Regions from separate parts of the Mus musculus genome. Here region 2 is linked to region 1. The links are chromatin contacts, called in public HiChIP or PLAC-seq maps. All regions are on one chromosome and are shown on one strand. Each heading gives the region's core, a stretch centred on a gene start, on an enhancer-like site or on the middle of the called end of the contact. The rest is flanking DNA. Distances are from core to core; before and after follow the strand shown. Region 1 has its middle 120 kb from the start of 4930521E06Rik. Region 2 holds the start of Col3a1 (collagen, type III, alpha 1).

Region 1 (4,556 bases), core at 1,612-4,111:
TCGTCAGTGGCTTTCTGTTTTCCAAATCCTTCACTGCCTAAGCTTGGCTATCCTGGATCTTGCTCTGTAGATTGACCTTGAATGCAGAGATCAGCATGCCTGTCTCCTGAGATTAAAGGTGTGTACCACTATACCTGGATTTAATTTAGCTGGGTAGGATCTTGTCCCAACGTCCCACTCCCTTAATCTGTTATCTCCTAGAACACAGGATTTTGCTCCATTTCACTTCCTGGTATGCCTTTAATACTTGAACCATATATTTTATATTTTGCCTTTCTAAGCTTGCTATGCTTGTTCAAACTTCTCTTTGTAAGACTTAACCAGAGAACAAAGTCTCTGCTGGGCTTTTTTGAAACTTCCTTTGTCAATGCAGTTAATTCAATTAATCCATGTCTCTTCACCTTAGCCTCAGGCAGACTTTTCAGACAAGGGCCAAAAGTAACCACATTCTTCACCACAATACCACAAAAACAGTCTTTATGCCACATACTGAATTTCTTCTCTTTTGAAATTTCTTGGGCCAAGTCAACACAATTCAAATTACTCCCAGCAACAAAGTCTTCCATGTTCTACTAGGATGACCCATTAAGCCCCATTTAAAGCATTCCACTGAGTTCCAAATCCAAAGTCCAAAAATCCACATTCTTTCAAATAAAAGCATGGTCAGGCCCATCACAGCAGTACCCCACTCCCAGTACCAACTTCTGTTTTAGTTAGGGTTTTACTGCTGTGAACAGATACCATGACCAAGGCAAGTCTTATAAAAAACAAAACAAACAAAACAAAACAAAAAAACAAACAAAAAACCAAACAACATTTAATTGGGTCTAGCTTACAGTTTCAGAGGTTCAGTCCTTTATTATCAAGGTGGGAGCATGGCAGCATCCAGGCAGGCATGGCGCAGGCAGAGCTGAGAGTTCTACGTCTTCATCCAAAGGCTGCTACTGGAAGACTCACTTCCAGGCAACTAGGGTGAGGATCTTATACTGACACCCAGAGTCACACACCCATTCCAACCAGGTCACACCTATTTCAACAAGGCCACACCTTCAGATGGTGCCACTCCCTGGTCTAAGGACATACAAACCATCACAATAAGCAACAGAAACCAATGCTACTTGATGTCATCAGAACCCAGTTCTCCTACCACAGATATCCCAACACAACTAGAAAACAAGATTCAGATCTAAAATCACATCTAATGGTGATGATAGAGGACTTTAAGAAGGACATAAATAACTCCCTTAAAGAAATACAGGCGACCACAGGTAAACAGGTAGAAGTCCTTAAAGGAGAAACTACTTAATTCTTTCCATGAAGCCACAGTAACTCTGATACCTAAACCACACAAAGACACAATAAAGAGAACTCCAGACAAATTTGGCTTATGAATATTGATGCAAATATACTCAATAAAATTCTCTCAAACCCAATCCAAGAACATCTCAAGACTATCATTCACTATGATCAAGTATGCTTCATCCCAGGGATTCAAGGTTGGTTCAATATACAACAATCCATTAACATAATCCACTATATGAATAAATTCAAAGAAAAAAATCACTTGATCATCTCATTAGATGTAGAAAAATCATTTAACAAAATACAACATCTTTTCTTGTTAAAAGTATTGGAGAGATCAGGAATTCAAGGCCCATACCTAAACATAGTAAAAGCAATTTATAGAAAACCAACAGCCAATATCAAATTAAATGGAGAGATAATTGAAACAACCCCACTAGAATCAGGGACAAGACAATGTTGCCCACTCTCCTTATGTATTCAATATAGTACTCATAGTTCTAACTAGTAAACAAAAAGAGATTGAGGGGATACAAATTGGCAAAGAAGAAGTAAAGGTATAACTATTTGCTGGTGATATGGTAGTATACATAAGTAATACCAACAATTCTACCAGAGAATTTCTACAGCTGATAAACAACTTCAGCAAAGTGGTGGTATATAAAATTAACTCAAATAATTCAGTAGCCATCCTTTATACCAATGGTAAATGGGCTGAGAAAGAAATTATGGAAGCAACACACTTCACAATACGTTTATGTGTGTGTTTTCATTTATTTGTTCTAATTTTTAAAATTAAATTATTTAATAGCACAATTCCCCAAAGCCAAAATTCTTGACTTATGGGTACTCTTTACACTTCATTTATGTTCCAGCCAACTCAGTTGTGAGTTGATATATGTGTTGGGTAATATAGTTAAGTGCAGTAAATAACACTATAAGAAATTGAGATGAATTATGTCACTGGAGGCCAGCTTAACTTACCTGCTGTGATTTCTGCTTGTTCTCTGCTTCATGCTTGTATTCCCGATGAGAAGCTGCCAACTTATTGCTCTCAAGTCCATGATACCTTGCAGCTCTTATCCTTCAGGAACTATAAACACTAATAACGGTTTTCTTTTCTTTTCTTTTTTTCTCTTAAGTTTCACTGGTCATGGTATTTTATCTGAGCAACAGGAAAGAAACTAATAAAATGAACAGAATTTATGTACAATATAAACCAGGAAACCTCTTTTTATCCAATGTTAAAGTAAAGAGATATTTGCTGTTAGAACAGACTGTTCAGTGCATTATTTTTCTCCCTGGCATCTTTACATAAAACATTTTTCAAATGTTTGTGGATTCTTAAAAACACTAATTAACAAAAATACAAACATGAACCTTCTTGTGGAGGAAATAAGTATAAACCGAGAAGGTCTGTCTACTCTGCCATGGAAAAAACAACCTAACAGTATTTGAAAAGGAATAATAAAAATCTCCTGTGCTTTCATGAGCTCTATGCAATTAAATGACTAAGGAAAGAACCTTAGTCATTCTTTCAGAATAACAGGCTGATTTATGGGGCCAGATGAAAAGTCTGAGTCATTCTCATTGTTGGGGTATACAGTCTTACCAGGGTCAGAACATAGTAATTTAGCTGTGTACCAGTATATAAATGATGGGTTCTTAACTCTTGTTGACCAAAACCATTTATATATTTATTTCTCTCTTTACACTTGGTATTTAAATATCATGCTGCTGTACTTAATCCAGCAGCCTTTTAAGTAAACAGTTTTCTAGGGTGAGTTGGTTAAATAATGGTAAGAAGTAAAAATGTTGAGGATGAAATTTCTTATACCAACCATGGAAGTTACAAACCAATGTGAAGATATATAAGACATGTCTTGATATGTGACTACCATTGTCTTTTAAGAATCCATAACACAAGTTTTTATTATACTTCTGATTCAGAACCGTGTGCTCTTACATCATCTTTCAAGATGCATACCTGATTATTGCATGTGAGATCATCATCTCTTTCAAGGGTCTGTTCCAGCCCTTTTGTGCATTTCTTCACATTTGTAAACTCATACCAGGGTCAGACATTGATGGAGTTTACTGAGAGAATGAAAATTTCTCAAATCAGGGAATTAATCATGCATCTGATAATTACCTTTCTAGATGTTCAATTTTAAGAAAATTCAATTATAATTGAAACCACTTACATTTCAGATGTTATCCCCTTTCCCATTTTCCCTCTGGAAATGTAAATAAATAAAATATCCAATAGAGATAATTAAAATCTCCACTCATGTTATTTTAATTATAACAATACTGATCAAACTATCCCAAAATTTGAAGTCAAAGTTTTAATTCAGTATACTTAAGTCTTATTTTTGAAACTCAAAGACTGAACTTTACATTTTAAATCTCATTTTTGCCTCTGAATTTGGTATTACATTTTCATCATTTCTAAATATCAAGTCAGCAAATATTTTAATTAGTGTGGCTATATAATGGCTGTTATTCCCATAAAAGATCATTGTGTTAATATATTTCTTATGAAAATTGTTTTTGGTATTTATTTCATTTACATTTCCAATGCTATCCCAAAAGTCCCCCACACGCTCCCCCACCTACTCCCCCACCCACCCACTCCCACTTCTTGGCCCTGGCGTTCCCCTGTACTGAGTCATATAAAGTTTGCACGACCAATGGGCCTCTCTTTCCACTGATGGCCGACTAGGCGATCATATGTGATTTGACAGCTGTTTATCTTAAACTCCACCACCTTGATTCCACTTATCAAGTAAACTAAGAGATTCTAAATGATGTTCAGATTTTAAATGAGTCATTGTTTGCTTGGTTATAACAACTCCATAAAACCAAAAAATTTTGAGTAGTAGCTCTAGTAGCCCACCAACATAGAAAATAAAGGCAGCTGTTGTAGAAAATTTTAATCCTAATCATGGGGTTTCTATCCCGCCTTGATCATTCAGTCCCTGGATAAAAGATACAACTTTTATTATTCATAATAAGCTTTAAAATGCACAATAGCTGAGCAGATATCCACATCCACCCTCCATACCATTAAAATCTATTTTCCTATTGATGACCCCAAGTTACTACTTACTATGTTTCATCTGGGCTGCTCTTAACTCCAATTGTCCAGCCTCATGACCATATTTTCATGACTCACTTAACCCCTGGCAGCTTCTCCTCTATTCATCTTTTTTTCCAGTTGGTAGAGCAAGGGACTCTTAATCATAGAGTCC
Region 2 (4,705 bases), core at 274-2,773, 450 kb after region 1:
GAAAAACTTATGTTTCTAACATGGTTTGAACAGACAAAAACTTTGAGGTAAAGGATGAAGACTATTAATAGAAAGACACATACATGTCGGTCCTCAATTTCTTCACTTTAACCCGAGCCCAGCCAATCTCAGAAGTTCTATTCCCTGCCTCTTCTGGCAGCTCTTCTCCAATCTGAAATCAGAAGATGCACAGGGGGTGGATTTTTGTCCTATTTTATTGCTTCTTGTCGCCAAAAGACATCACTTTTCTTCCTTGAACATCTCAGTGTGGGCTCTCTGTGAGCAGGGACACATGGAGGAAGACATAGCATTATCCATGCTTATAGCATTGATGTCTATAAAAACAGATTTTTAAAAATAGTATTATATATTAGGAAAGAGAAAATTATATATAAAAAATAATTCTAAATGAGATGGTTTTCCTAAAGAGGGAAGTTTTGAGCTGGATCATTAAGAAATAACATGAATTGATATAATGGGGTAAATTTTTAAGTGTGCATGCACAAAAAGGGAATATTTCTATGAGGTTAAGACTAAAGAAATAAATGCACATGGCCATGATTAGGATCAAAATGCCCACGATTGATTTTTAAAGATAAATGAAGGAATAAGGAAGTGAAGGATAGGGTATCAAGATATAAGTTGGTCATCATAATAAGGGTAACAAGTACATTTTTTCTACAGAGATTTAATCAGAGATATAGTGGTATTTATTCCTCAACTAGATCTAGAAATACATAGAAAACTCTTCAGATGAGGTCTTGGAACAGAAACATAGAAAATACTGATGTAGACATATTTGTAGTAATTATTACATTAGAAATTAGAAATTCTATTCCACACTTTGAACTTTCTCTTTTGTAGTTTCTTACAAGGACAAGACTTGAAAAGTTTGATTGCTTTTTTTTCTCTTTAGTAATGCCTGTTCTGATTTCTTTAGTAACACATAAACTGGAAATTTTACAAGGAAGCAGTCAGGGTTGCTAAAGAAATTCGTGAGAAATAGAGCAAGGGGAACAGTAACAGATAAGAGTCTCAATATCTCTTCAAACATAGCTCAAAGACAGTTTTGTGACAATTGCCTCCAGTCTAACATTTGGAATGCAGAGTGGGTGGTGAGTTCAGGGCCTTCAGAGGATTTTCCTTTATAGTCTCTTACAGTTTCCTGTTAAAATTGAGTCAGGATGGACTCTGGCAAAACTCAAAGTATCAGAGTCTTCTAGAAAGATAAAATTTACAAAATGACCATGCCGGAGAATGGGAGTCAAAACACTTTTTCAAATTCAGACAGTTTTTACTGTTTCAGAGGGAAATTTAAAAACACACAAACAATTGTTGTAGGCTATCACAAAGCACATTCCTATGTGTTTCTGTCATGCAAATATGTATTTAAGACTAATGCATGTTATAAACATATGCATAGGCTGATGTACACATGCTCCAGATGTGCTGTTTCTGTGTCTGTGGGTTGTGTCCTCTACACACAGGGAAAAATATATTAATCATTGCTTTTACTGCTGAGGGGATGGGTTCTGCTCTCATATTTCAGAAAGGGGCTGGAAAGTGAGGGAAGCCAAACTTTTTCCTATTTAAGGCCAGAGCAGAGGGAAGCGAGCGGCTGAGTTTTATGACGGGCCCGGTGCTGAAGGGCAGGGACAACTGATGGTGCTACTCTGAGCTGCTTCTTCCTCTCTCCTCTTTTGCACAAAGAGTCTCATGTCTGATATTTAGACATGATGAGCTTTGTGCAAAGTGGAACCTGGTTTCTTCTCACCCTTCTTCATCCCACTCTTATTTTGGCACAGCAGTCCAACGTAGGTAAGTAGGTACCGATTTGAACAGGCTTTCTGGGTTAATTTTGCCTTAACTTCTTACAAAGGGTAAGATAGTGGGAAAATCAGCCTCCTAAGAATTTCCTGTCTAGCCTCTGACTGTGGAATGTTTTGTTAACCTTAATTTTGTTTTCTATATTTGATTTTTTTAAAAGTTAATGTACATGTATAATATTCTCTAGTTGTTTAAGGTAAAAACTGTTCTTAAATTAACTTGATTTCATGTTCACCTTTTAAAAAATGTTTTAAAGTACTCCCCTCCTGCATTGTGAACATCTTGGCATGCTCCCAGGCCATCTGGAATTTATTGGTCTCTTGTAATAATTTCATGTTCTCCTTTGTACACTGCTCTCTTTACAAAGATAGGATATTTAGCCATGTTTTTCAAAAGAATGCACTAGAAATGTCTCTGAAATGAATAACCCTTAAGAAGATACTAGAAAATAAATAGAATCCCTTATGTATTTCTGTAAAACTATAAATGTGGACTATCTATGGACCTTCCAGAAATGAGCCCAGGCTGCAAAAACGTGTCATTGTTTCTGTTTTTATTGCATTCCATGATTGCACACATTCAATGTGCTCAGAGTTTGCCAAAAGTTGTTTTATGTTCTGTTTAGCTGGATTTCCATTACTGAAGATAACATAATTTAACAGGAATATTTTTGCTTTCCTCCAAACAAGGTAAAGATACAAGTTTTGCTCAAAAAGGCAGACTTGAAATAGTTTTGGTAGCCAAATGTAATGATCTTTATTTTCTTGTGCCCCAAATTAAAAGCAACTGTCTCATTATTTACTTAAATACTTTTAAAAATGCATATGTTCCTTGTCATCATGAAAATTTGGGGTGCACACTTTTTTCAAAATAATTGTGTTGATGTAAATCTTATCTGTGGCTAAAAGAAGTTGCTAGCAGTTCTTTTCATACATAATCAAACACGTTGGTATTTAAACCTTTAGTTTTAGCAAATGCTTCATGAGCATTCGTTTTTCCACTGTGTGCAGTGTCTTCACTAGTTTCAGAAGTTATCTATGCAAGAGTAAGGGAAGGAGACACTTTATATTTCTGTATGTTCAGTCCACAGATACACAGAGAAGGAGCTCCCAGATTGCTTGTTTCTTAATTCTGTTCCCCTTAACCCACCCTTCCATCCCCCTCCATCTTTCCCCCCTCCTTATCTCTCCACCCCTTTTGGCTCCTTAGGAACTCCCCTCCCAATTTTCCTTCCTCACTCATCACCCCTCCCCCATCCTAGGCTTATCCACCTCCCTCCCCCCACCCCAGTCCTCACCCCTCCCTGTTCTCAGTGACTCACTCTCTGCTTCCCATCTTTATTTTCATCCTCTCTCCTCCCCAGCTCATCTTACATTTTCTTTTCTTTGGATAGTCAATTCCTTTTTAGCTTTCTTTTTTCACTTTCTCTTCACATCCTGCCCTCCTGGAAGATGAAACAACCCCAAGCCTTCCCTATTAATAGGAGACATGATCCAAAGAAATGTTAATTCCTTAGCAGCCCAAACTTTTATTCTGAAATCTAGATGAAGAATCATAGAATCTTAATTTTTTTTAAAGAAAGAAAGACAGACAGAAAGAAAGACAGACAGACAGACAGAAAGGAAGGAAGGAAGGAAGGAAGGAAGGAAGGAAGGAAGGAAGAAAGAAAGGAAGGAAGGAAGGAAGAAAGGAAGGAAGGAAGAAACCTATGTCTTTGGGACATTAATTAAAATATCAACATAGTATCTATAGTTTCTTAACAGTTAAAGTAATATGAGAAATACTATAGGAACAGTGGGTGTGTTTCTTCCCAATCTAACTCCAGTAAGAAGAGAAACATGTTTGGTTCTCACCATCTTAACATCATCCTAAGCTCATTTGCTTCCACCTTTGGGCTATGGTCTTTAAAACTCCAAGAAGGATAAAAAGGATTTAAGATCATATATTTCACATTCCTTGCAGGTTTTTAGTGAAAATCCTACTGAATGATTAACTTTGAGGAGATTTCAGTAAGTAGCAGACATTCAGCACACTGGGAACACTCAGAGAACTCTAAAGGGGTTATCTCCTATGTTCTCCAGAAATCCTAGAAGTCGTACAGAATTGCTAGACACTAACTTCTGGGAGTTTTCTGGAATATGAAACATGTCTCCACAAAGAATTCTTGTCTCTTTACAAATCTGTGCAAGTCTTACTTTATTCATGCCTTTTATTTCAGCTACGGAAAAAACGTGGTCTGTTTTATATTTCCTGTGGTTTTTAAGCATGCTGGATTTTTAAGTGCTAAACCATGCCACCTAGTGGCTAACAAAGACACCATTTCCATAACCATCGCCAACATGACTCTTGCACCACAGGATCCTCATATGTGTGTGTGTGTGTGTGTGTGTGTGTGTGTGTGTGTGTGTGTGTGTGTGTGTGTGTGTGCGTGCGTGCGCGCACGCGTGTCCGTGGGGGGGGGGGAGACAGAGAGAGAGAGAGAGAGAGTTTTAAAAACTAAACATTCCTTTTATAAGTAAAATAATTAGATAATGAAATGTTACCAGACATAAGAATACACAAACAAACTGGTAATATATTGTGAGACTTTTGGAAATGAATGTCAAAATAATAGACAGTTTCCAGCCAGGCATGGTGACACAGACCTTCATTCCCAGCTACTTGGGAGGCTGAGTGTAGATGAATACAAGTCCAAAGTCTTCCTGAGTTCAATGTGAGTGTCTGAATGAGAGTGAGACTCTTGTCTCAAAATGAAAAGTTTATAGAAGTCTGGAGATGCAGGTCAGTGGTAGAGAGCTTTTCCAGAGCATATGACGCCCTAGCCTCAATCTCCAATACTGTCAAAGAAAAGATAGAAACTTATCTAAATTCATTGCAT

The links. HiChIP or PLAC-seq counts read pairs in DNA pulled down with a chosen protein or histone mark.
Region 2: a contact with region 1 is called in an H3K27ac HiChIP or PLAC-seq map of the NIH/3T3 cell line, with 3 times the contacts expected there. The contact joins the promoter of Col3a1 here to the enhancer-like site in region 1. A contact is called at or near these places in 14 of 39 promoter capture datasets (the 3T3-L1 cell line, 3T3-L1-derived adipocytes, HPC-7-derived erythroid cells and 8 more), 7 of 484 Hi-C or Micro-C datasets (the C2C12 cell line, adipose-derived mesenchymal stem cells, muscle stem cells and 2 more) and 3 of 115 datasets of contacts at active chromatin or transcription factors (the NIH/3T3 cell line, craniofacial prominence and embryonic limb bud).

The regions. Positions count from the first base shown.
Region 1 is chr1:44,860,725-44,865,280 of GRCm38.p6, forward strand. No RefSeq gene overlaps it. Among named protein-coding and RNA genes, the nearest start is that of 4930521E06Rik, 120 kb to the left of the region's middle. Within about 2 kb of position 2,862, at least 11 of the 459 cell types and tissues checked have an H3K27ac peak or open chromatin away from gene starts, as enhancers often do. A contact at or near this core is called in the C2C12 cell line, the NIH/3T3 cell line and tail fibroblasts, where this site is marked.
Region 2 is chr1:45,310,015-45,314,719 of GRCm38.p6, forward strand. Col3a1 (collagen, type III, alpha 1) reads left to right here and starts at 1,524. Exons shown (of 51, transcript NM_009930.2): 1 at 1,524-1,818. The coding sequence starts at 1,734.